Linked DNA regions of Mus musculus: region 1 is linked to region 2. Evidence: chromatin contacts called from public HiChIP or PLAC-seq data. All regions are on one chromosome and are shown on one strand. Each heading gives the region's core, a stretch centred on a gene start, on an enhancer-like site or on the middle of the called end of the contact. The rest is flanking DNA. Distances are from core to core; before and after follow the strand shown.

Region 1 (5,359 bases), core at 1,290-3,789, 310 kb after region 2:
GTGTGCGCTGGGCTGTGGTGGCGCACACCTTTAATCCCAGTACTTGGGAGACAGAGACAGGCGGATTTCTGAGTTGGAGGCCAGCCTGGTCTATAGAGTGAGTTCCAGGACAGCCAGGGCTACACAGAGAAACCCTGTCTCGAAAAAAACCAAAACCAAACAAACAAACATGAGTCTGTGTGCTGTCAGATGTTCTGATCCTTTGGATAAGAGGTGAGTAACCAGAACCTCCTCCTACAGCATACTGGAGCCATCTCTGATGCCTGCTGCCCACAATTTGCTGGTCCTGTAACTCCTGGGCTTCTTCTACACAGGCTTTCTTATTTCTCTGTGATCAGTTGTGACAGGAAACCTCCAGCCCAAGCAGAAACAGAACAAATAGTGTCACCAGTTTCTCATGTCCATCTACAGCCTCTGCTGTCCTCACAAGGCCAGGCAGGGTCCTGCCACCTCCAGTGTTCAGCTACCCAGATTGTCAGAAACCTTTTTTACTCCTCTCTCTATATTTGTGGATCTTACCTAAGGCTCCATCGTAGCTGCCGTGTCTTGGTGTCACCCTTTTCTCTGGAGGGGTTGATCAGCGAGCATTTTTCTTATGGCTATCCTTATCTGGTCTTGCTTGTGCGTTCAGGCTTCCTGCTGTCTGTGTGTCTCTAAGCTGCATCCCAATTTCTGAGTCCAGTCCATTCTGGGTGGACTGTGGAGTGGACTCTGTGGAGTGTATTCTGAGGACTGACTGTGGGCATTGGTGGTAATGACTATTGATAACTCTGGTCTGGAGTGACAATCTTGTGGCTTTTTCAGTGATGACATTACTTGCCCGGCCTGCCTGTCAGGCAGCTTTGAGATTCGGCAAGATCAAAGAGGACAAGAGAAGAGATGGATCGTTTTCTTGCTCCTCCAAAAGAACCAGCAGTTGCCCCTTAGAATGTGGAGCCTCCGATCCGAACCCTGGCTGCTGCTGACTGCAAACCCACGAATTTAAACATCATAGCTCTAGTCCTTACGGATGGGTGGTTTTCTGTCTTGTCCTTTGGTGTCTGACCTGTAGCTGGTCTGAGGGGCATTTTGTTATGGGAGAGAGAGTGGCTCTGTCTTGGAGGTGCTCTTGTTTTTATCTGTGATATTTCTTGGGTACAAAAAAGGCCAGCATCTGCTTTAAGCAATGGTATGCTCATGTCCTTTCCTGGTGTCTCCTCTACACTTTAGAGGGGATCTCTGGAGTTAAGGCCACCCTTTGGACAGATTCGAAGGGTGTGCATGGACTCTTGTTTGTTATCTGATGTCACTGGCAGAACATGGGGAAAGGTATTTGTGTTGAAGTGAGTGCCTGCTGGGGACCCTCTGACTCTGGTTTCAATCTCCATTCTGATAAGAAATGAGAAGAGTATCTGTGGCCGGGCGTGGTGGTACATGCCTTTAATCCCAGCACTTGGGAGGCAGAGGTAGGTGAATTTCTGAGTTCGAGGCCAGCCTGGTCTACAAAGTGAGTTCCAGGACAGCCAGGGCTACACAGAGAAACCCTGTCTCAAAAATCAATCAATCAATCAATCAATCAATCAATCAATCAAACAAACAAACAAAAACCAAAGAGTTCCTGTGGCTATCTCATGTATGTCTGTTAGATTAATTTATATTCTGTAGTGCTGGGGTGGGACCCAGGACCCCATATGTGCTAGACAAGTGCTCACTCAGCCACTGAGCCACACTCAAACCCTGGTTGGATGATTTTAATCTCTATTTGCTTTTAGGCAGAAGGTTCTAAAGAATCTGAATCAGGAACATGTGTTGAGAAACAGAAGCCAAGTATTCGCCTCTCCTGGTACCCATAGGAAAGGTTTAGCATTGGAATTAGTCATTTTTATTGATCAGCAAAAGCCAGAAGGAGCTGCCCAAGGGTCCACCTGCCCCTCCTGCCTGATGGAGCTCTGCCCTTTAGTCGGACTATCAGTAGTAATATTAAACGAAGACAGTTTGGGAAAGCCATTCATTTTAAGTGATCAGAGCTTGTGTAAGAAGCTTGTTCTGGGCATTTCCTTACTATGTCAGGGTTAATATCACTTTCCCTCTACTGCAGCATTTGCATGAAAGGGCTTGAGGGTTTGAGTCACCCTATCCTTCCCTAACTAAGGGTCCTGTCTTCCTCTTCTGTGAGGTTTCCCTGCCCACAGTGGCTTTGGCAGATGTGCCAACTTCTTATCTGGACCAGATTCCTGCCTGGTCAGGGCTCTGTCCTCTAAAACCTTAGGCTGGGCAGGCGATTCTCTAGCAGTAAGGCAAAAACTAAGATCCAGCTCCAGCTCTTTGGGTCTAGCCTGGGGAAAGCAATGTTGCAGCCTTTGTCAGGGACACAGGCATCACAAAGCCAGGGCAGGGGTGTGTAGGTACCGTGTACGGTAGGCATATCCTTCTGGTCAGTCCTCCGCAGTGTTCCTCTGTGCTGTGACCTTTAGCCAGCTTCAGCCCATAGGAGGACAGAGTAGCCCTGCCACACACATGCCATCGAGCTGAGTCAGCCTCTCCAGTACTTCTCCTATGAAACCCCCATCATGGGCACTGTCCTTCCTGCCTGGGAGCAGCTGTGTCCCTGTGACCACGCCTCCCGCCTGGGCTGCCTCTCAATCACTGGCATGTTCCCCTTTTAGGACAGTGTGTTTAGATTGTTTCTGAATTACGCAGAATTCTATAAGTGGAACATGTTCCTCTTGTGAGCCTGGTCTACCCTAGATGGCTGGCTGGTGGTTGGTGGAGGTGAACACAAAGCAAGGGTAGAGGTGAAAGGATGGCTGGGAACCGTGTGTATTGTCAGTACAGCTTTAGTTGTGGAACTGTAGTGCAGGGCAGTCATTGTGGGACCAATATAGGAGGCAGTCGAAATCAGGCAAAGGAGGGAGAATAGTGAGTCTTGTGACCAGTGGAGCAAACCTAGACTAGGTGAAGTCTAAATTTGAGGTATGGGCAGAGTGGGCTCAAATCACTTTCTCCCTCTTCTGGCTTTGCTGGGGGGGGGGGGGGCTCCAGGCATTCCTAGGCTTAGCCTGTCTCCACATGGCTGCCTTCCTTCTCAGATCTCTCTTTCCTCCGTCTTGTCTGAGTTACTTGTTACTGAGTTCAGGGTCCCATTGAACAGTTAGGATACTTTTTCCAAATAAGGCCATGTTTCCCCATTTTGGCTGTAGCACGGTCAAAACGAACCCCTCTTGGGAACACCATTCAACCCGTCACTGTCCTCGTTCCCCAAACACATCTCCCTCCCACGCAACTACATTCGTTGCACTGCAGTCTCCAAAGTTGTAAGCATCAACAAGTCTGGACCTCGTCACAGGCCACACCGAAACGGACTCCTCTCTGTGCTTATTACCAAGAGATGTGGAAAAACGTTTGCCTGACGGTGACCACATGGTCTTCCTGATCTAAAAGGGAGAGCGAGCGCAAAGGCATGAGGGTCACCGTCCACATAAGTGTGAAGTCTAGTAGGGCTGTTCCTCTAGGTACCATCAGATACCCTGCACCCAACAGGACCTAGTAGGCTGCCTGCTGTAGAAGGACAGCATCCCTAGGCTGTTGACTCGTGAATGGTGTGTCCTGAGTCGTAGCGTACAATCTCTCTCTCCATTGTCCCTAAGCAGCTCTGGGGAGGGAAGAGCTGTCCTGGTAGATGCCTGACATAGTGATGGAATGACGGGAGTGGACAGGTGTGGAGACTGACATGGTGGCTTGTCTGATAGCCCTTACTGGAGCATTCCATTCCCTCAAAGGCTGTTAAAGTCGGTCCATGAAGCATGGCCCATGAGTGTTGGATGCTTATTCTTTTTAAAAGATTTATTGATTTTTATTTGTATGAGTACACTGTAGGTGTCTTCAGACACACCAGAAGAATATGTGTGGGGCTGCCTCACTGTAGGGACGAAGGGCATGTTGTCCCTGGCATGTGTCTTAGCATCCTGTACTAACACCTGCCTCCACAACTCCCACAGAATATCCGGTCTCTGATGAGTGCAGAGAAGACGAAGGGCTTCTGCCAGCTGGTGGTGTCCTCCAACCTGCGAGATGGTGCGTCCCACCTGATCCAGTCGGCTGGCCTCGGTGGCATGAAACACAACACTGTCCTCATGGCCTGGCCAGAGGCTTGGAAGGAGGCAGATAATCCTTTCTCCTGGAAGAACTTTGTAGGTGGGTGTGGCAACCATGCCCATCCCAAGTGTTACTGTCACACTAAGTGTATGGCCAGAAAATATAGACTTGGGGCCTTGGAATGTGCTGGCCAAGTTGTTAGTTACAGAAAAAGCAAATGGCAGGTTTGCATTCTTGAATACTCTCCTCTCATGCCCAAGCCCAGTCCCCATGTGGGGATTTTCCTAGAATGTGACACACTGTCCTCTGGAGATGATGGAATAGCTCTGATATGGAAAGTTGTTCTTTGATGCCTCCCCGCCACCCCCTGGTTAGATGACTTCATGGGACCATGCCTACTTAGCTTGTGACAGTCTTCCCACTGTCTGGAGGGAAGCTAGCTCCCTGCTCATCCCCTCATGAGACCCCATGGTCCAGCTGGCCCTTGGTAACTTACCCATGGATACCTTTCTCCACAGACACAGTCCGTGACACTACAGCAGCACATCAGGCCTTGTTGGTGGCCAAGAACATTGACTTATTCCCACAAAACCAAGAGCGCTTCAGCGACGGGAACATTGATGTGTGGTGGATCGTGCATGACGGGGGCATGCTCATGCTTCTGCCCTTTCTGCTGCGCCAGCACAAGGTGTCTGTCGTAGGACCATAGGCCAACAGCTAGGCTACAGGGACACCACTATGTGGAGGGTGTGGCCTTGCCTGAGTTCCTGCAGAAATGTCCCCCCTCTTCCCCAGGTGTGGCGAAAGTGCCGGATGCGCATCTTCACTGTGGCCCAGGTGGATGATAACAGCATCCAGATGAAGAAGGACCTGCAGATGTTCCTGTACCACCTCAGGATCAGTGCCGAGGTGGAGGTGGTGGAGATGGTGCGTGCACAGCTGTGTGCTGGGGACGGGAGGGTGCAGATGGGCAGACAGACGGATGGACGGACTTGGATGTCATGCTACACTTTTGGAATAACAGAGATAGTACATCCCGGCATGTTCCATAGGGTAGCACTTGTATAGTCTTACTGTTCCCATCCTACATCTGAGCTTGTCTCAGCTGACAGCAGCTCTGGTGGAGAAGGTCTGTGGGGTGTACTCCCTGGGAGTGAGGTCTGCTCAGAGGTCTGGAGCCTGGGGTTCTAGTTTTTTGTTTTGTTTTATTACTCACTCCATTCGTTTACATCTCAAATGATATCCCATTTCCCTGCTACCCCATCCCACAACCTCCCTCCCCTTT
Region 2 (5,528 bases), core at 1,687-4,186:
AGATGAGAGTATGGATATGTGTTTAGATGTTGAAATATGTATATGTTGCTATATGTACATGTATGAGTGTACACAGGTAAAAGTATGTGTGTATGTATACATGTTGGAGTACACATGTATATATGAAGATGATGGAGTATATTTTGGTGTGGGAGTATACTTACATATATAAGTGTGTTGTGAACATGTAGGAGTAGGCCTGTCGTACTATATATATGTGTATAGCTAGGAGTATGCAAGTGTGTACATGTTGAAATGTGCATATGTATAGAGTGCATACATGTGTTGGAGTGTATATGTATGTGCATGTACACATGCATATGTACACAGGTGAGAATGATGTACATACAATCATTTGATTGTACAAGTTGGAGAATATGTAGATGAGTATGGGTGCATATGTGTAGAGTGTCATGTGCAGTGCACCCATGTACATTAGACACATGCTGTGACACATGAAGCCCTAGACACCATCATTCAGGATCTATGGGAACTCTGGATTTGTGGCCTTTGGCTCTCATGGGTGCTTTTGACTTCTGGAAGGAGACATAGTAATAAGAAGCCTTAGTTATAGTGGTACAGAAAAGGCAGGTTTTAAAATAACCGGCTGCAGAGTAAAGTTCTGCTGAGTTATAGCAGCAGATTCATTCAGACTCAGGCTCGTGTTACGTTTGCACAGCAAAACTGTTGTGAACAGATTGATGTTAAAGACGATTTTTTTTTCCCTGAATGAAGTTGGTAGCATTCAGACGTTTCCTGAAAATCTCAGTGACTGACACAGTTTTTAAAAGGAAGCTTATTTTAAGTTACTTTCAAAATACAAGTGTCACAAAACTCACAGTGCTGCCTCTTGGTAGCACTGACCCCTCGACTGGCTCCTCTACCACCAGAGAATTCCCAGGGTGGGTCAGGCCGGCAGCCTGGTCCTCCTGCTGGGTCTTGGCTCTCTGACCGGAAGCTTGAGAGGAGGAGGCTCCGTTCCTGAGAGCTCCTCGGGACTCAGTTCCTGGGCTGATAAGATGCAGTGTCACCCTACTGTGAGATTGATGCAGTGTCACCTTACTGTGAGATTGATGCAGTGTCACCCTACTGTGAGATTGGAGGTCTTGAGTAGCCTACCCTCTACCCTCAGAAAGGTTATCTCCATCCTGGGGAACTTCCCCTGTCTGTGGCTTCCTAGCCACACCCTGTGATTTAAAGTTTTAAATTACATACATTCTTTGCTTTGCATGTGGACTATAGCCTTTGTTTTTTGCTTGCTTGCTTTCTTTCTTTTTCTCTTTCTCTTCTTCTTTTCCTCTTGCAGTTTCAATATCTCTTTTTCTTGCTTGTGGCAGAAAGAGTGTCAAAACCCCCAATTCAGCCCCAGTTCGCTAAGCCCTCCACGGTCAGGCCATACTGGGGGTAGTGCTGGCTTCCTGGGACATCCAGATCAACCACTCTCTCTCAGGTAGATCTGTCTCTGAGACCTAGTCTGTCCCCTGTCCTGCCTCCTCTTGGTTTTTGTTGAGGACTTTCTGGAGGGTCAAGTTCTCTTCCCAGAAAGAGGATTTGCAAGAGAAACTTAGGCCTGATTAACCACTGACAAGCAGGTGCTCTCCTCTCTACATGGCATTCTAGTGGGACAGAGCGCAGCATCCTTTTCCCTTGCCTCTTCCGTGCCTGTGCCGTGGCAGGAACTCAGTGTTGCCTAATTCTTTCTTACAGGGTCGTGGACTTCCTGCTCAAGGCCATCATGCGCACCATGTGGTTTGCTGGCGGCTTCCACCGTGTAGCTGTGAAGGGGCGGCAGGCCCTGCCTACTGAGGCTGCTATCCTCACCTTGGCTCCACATTCCTCCTACTTTGATGCCATCCCGGTCACCATGACCATGTCCTCCATTGTGATGAAGGCAGAGAGCAGAGACATCCCAATCTGGGGAAGTGAGTGAGCACCTGAGAGTGGGTGAGACCGTGGGAGTGGATGAGGCTGCAGGAGTGGGTGAGACACCATCTCACTGACAGGCCCTGACTATGCTGGTTTTGTCACTGTGGTTCCCTGTAGCATGAGCTCCTTTATTTATCAGTACTGACATGTCCCCCAGTACTGTCATGTGCAGAGATGCATCTCTGAAGTCTTGTCCTGCAAGCATTCATTTTCTGAATCTTAGCAGTTCAGGGTCTCTTGAGCGTCTGGGCAGCTGCTCCTGAGCACCAGTGACCCCTACAGATCAGGAACAGCGGTGTCTTGAGGCTGCTGGTCAGATCACAAAACCTGAATGGCTTGATGTAGCACAAGGCCTTTCTGTCACATCTAGGAACCACAAGCACAGGGTCACCGTGTGTGCAAGGGGGAAACCCTCCAGAGTTTCCACAAGGGATTGTCCTGCCTGTCTGATCACATGGCCGGCTTTCCTCTTTCCCTCATCAGTGTGTGTCTTAGCTAAGAATTCTGTCAGTGGATAATTCAAGATAGCCTCATTTTAAGATCCACAATTTCATCTGCATAGACTTTTGGTCTGAAAGGCCATGGTCACAGGTTCTGGGGTTGAGAAATGGTTCCCAGGTTCCCAGGGAAGTTTCTAGACATGAGGTACAGTGCTGGGGCGCCAGAGGGTAGTGGTGGTTCACCGGGTACTATAGAGATGTGGTAACTGTGGTGTCCCACAAGAACAATGGAAGGAGGATGGTTCAACCTGAGGCTTGTGTTACAAGAGCCCACAGCTCTGTACCCCCATCATGATGAATGAATCTCCTGAGTAAATGGTGAGGAGAGAGACAGACTTGGCAGGAGGGCTCTATGCTATGTCCCACAGCCCTGCTGTGTTGTGTGAGCACCCTGTGTCTGTGAGTAAATGCCCTGGGGTAACTCTGTGGCTCTGTGAGGCACATGAGCATAGCCACTCAGCAGTCTCTCTTACACTATAAAGCATGGGTTGGATTCTTCCAGACTGTGTGGGCAGTGCTTCCTTATATCTTAGTTAGGCTGCCACCGCTGTGTTGAAACACCATGACCAAGAGCCCCTTGGGGAAGAAAGGCTTTATTTCAGCTTAAAGATACACACCACTGTCTCTCACTGGAGGAAGTCAGAGCAGGAACTCAAGCAAGGCAGAGAACTGAAGCAGAGACCATGTAGGAGTGCTGCTTATTGGCTAGATCTTCCTTCCTGCCTTGCTCAGCCCGATTTTACATATATACACCCCAGAACTACCTGCCCAAGCGGTGGCACCACTCAAAAATGGATTGGGCCCTCCCACATCAATCACTAATTAAGAAAATATGCTATAGGCTTGCCCAGAGGACAATCTGGTGGTGGCATTTTCTGTGTCAAGGTTTCTTCTCTCAAAATGGCTTGAGCCTGTGTCAAGTTGTCATAAAACTAGCCAGGATACTATCTGGTATCCTGATTTCTCTGTATATACCAGGCTCCTGCGCTTTTGAATTCAGAGAAACCTCTAAAATCTTGAGGTATGTTTTGCCTGAGAGATGTGCAGAAGAAAGGACATGGCTACCATTATGAACTACCAAGCACTGATCCCTCTGATCTGGCCCTGATCCAAGTGCCTTTCCTAGACGTAACCACAGAAATAGCCTGCTGTCAATTTGGCAGGGTTATGAGGAAATGTTTCTCACACTTATCTAAGGGCACTAGATTTTTCAGATGTGCCTGCAACCTAAAACATGTCCTTGCTTTCATCTTTTTTCCTTTCCTGAGCAGGCACTCTCCCCGTTGCATATGGAAACATTAAGGAACTGGCTCATGGCCATGGGGAAGCAGGTGGTGAGGGAGGCTAGAACCTAGGCAGATGGCAAACAAGGTCCTTAGCCCCAGACCAACACAGACATCCCTTCCCCCAACACAACTGTGACTTTTCAGAGGCATCTGGCCGTGGCTAAATCCACTGCAAACATGGCCTTCACAGCCTATGTGCTTTTTTTACTCGGGAGGTGTCGTCATGCCCACCCACGGGAAATGTGAGTTTTCACCATGCGCTCAGGCAACACTGTGGTCAGTATCCTAAGCACATCCAAGACTCACAGACCCTGGGTGAATTCCTTTCATCCACAAGATGCTGGTACCCAGTTGACTTGTGTAGAGGTAAAGAAACCAGATTGGGGCTTGACAAGTGGTTTGTGGTTTGTATGGAGTATTAGATGGGAGTGTCTCATCTTTGTCAAGCATTTGTATCAGTCCCCTGATCTAGATAGCCAGGACCTTGCAGAGAGGCCAGCAAGAAGGCAAAAGGTGGGACTGTGTGTAGCTTTTGCACCTGTGAGTGGTACAGCACAGATCCTATAGACAGAAATGAGCAGCCCAGTGTAAGGACACCAGTTATGAAACAACTCTGAGCAAGCAGGGTTACTCCCCTTCTTGACAAAGCCCTTGGAGAGAAATTGAGCTGTTTGGGCTATAGATCTATCAAGCCCTTGGAGAGAAATTGAGCTGTTTGGGCTATAGATCTATCAGTCTGATCACAAATAGAAGATGTTATTGCACCTGCCTGGGAAGTTGGGTTGAATTCCAAAAATTTTTTGGAAACTAGTTGGGGTTGTAATTGGCAGATGTGCAGTTTACCTTGATAGTCCATAGACCTGAGACTGAAGGGTGGTGGCAAGTTTTTCAGAAATGTTCATTATCCAGGTACAGTGATGTCATGCGTGCCTATAGTCCCAGCACTTGGTCACCTGACCAACGCATCAAGACCCTGTCTTTAGAGGGAGAAGAATATTAGTTAGCTTCCAAATATAGCTCCTCCCGGTCTGTTCCTTACCCAGCTACCTGTGAATGCAGTGTGCCAGATTAGGTACTTGCTATCCTGGGCATTCAGCTAAGGGTCTCCTTTCCCCCTCAAGAGCCCAGGATGTGATCTGGGTCCTATCTCAGAGCAGGCTCATGTAGGCATGCTTGTCCCAACGTCCAGCCTTTATTTGGGTCCTGGGACAGACAGCTCCTAGCTGTTGAAGGAATGAATGTTGAAACTATCTGAAGGGTTTCATCTCTAGGTCTCTGAGTATCAGGAGTAACCAACCTCAAAGCTGTTCTGTCTGTGAGTCACCTTGATAATGTGTCTGTCTGGGTTGGTTTTCTTGCTGTGATAAAACCCCACGACCAAAGAAACTTGAGGACAGGCTTTATTTCTGCTTGCGCTCCAGGTCACAGTCCGTCTCTGAGGGAAGGCAGGGCAGGAGGTCAAGCAGGGCAGAAACCAAAGCAGAAGCCATAGAGGAGTGCTGCTTACTGCCTTGCTCCCCGTGGTTTATTCAGCCTGCTCTACTATATAGCCCAGGGGTATCACTCAATCATTAATCAAGAAAATACCTCCCAGACTTCCCTACAAGGAGGGGAGTGCTATGGAATCATTTTCTCATTTAAGGGTCCTTTTTCTCAGATAAGTCTGAGTTTGTGTTAAACTGACAAAACTGGTCAAGTGATGTTTAGAGGTAAAATGCTAAGGGATGAGAGCATATTCACAGGCCTATTGGAGCATCGGGCAGGATTGTGTTGACCCTTCACACAGCATGCATGGCCTGCTGACAGGGAGCTGTCT

Evidence for each region. HiChIP or PLAC-seq counts read pairs in DNA pulled down with a chosen protein or histone mark.
Region 1: an H3K27ac HiChIP or PLAC-seq map of microglia shows a contact between it and region 2, with 5 times the contacts expected there. The contact joins two enhancer-like sites.

What each region holds. Positions count from the first base shown.
Region 1 is chr13:73,801,437-73,806,795 of GRCm38.p6, forward strand. Slc12a7 (solute carrier family 12, member 7) reads left to right here. Exons shown (of 24, transcript NM_011390.2): 18 at 3,978-4,173; 19 at 4,593-4,762; 20 at 4,870-5,001. Among named protein-coding and RNA genes, the nearest start is that of Slc12a7, 40 kb to the left of the region's middle. Within about 2 kb of position 2,540, at least 114 of the 459 cell types and tissues checked have an H3K27ac peak or open chromatin away from gene starts, as enhancers often do. A contact at or near this core is called in microglia, where this site is marked.
Region 2 is chr13:73,487,180-73,492,707 of GRCm38.p6, forward strand. It overlaps Lpcat1 (lysophosphatidylcholine acyltransferase 1), which reads left to right. Exons shown (of 14, transcript NM_145376.6): 3 at 1,708-1,922. Among named protein-coding and RNA genes, the nearest start is that of Lpcat1, 23 kb to the left of the region's middle. Within about 2 kb of position 2,937, at least 60 of the 459 cell types and tissues checked have an H3K27ac peak or open chromatin away from gene starts, as enhancers often do. A contact at or near this core is called in microglia, where this site is marked.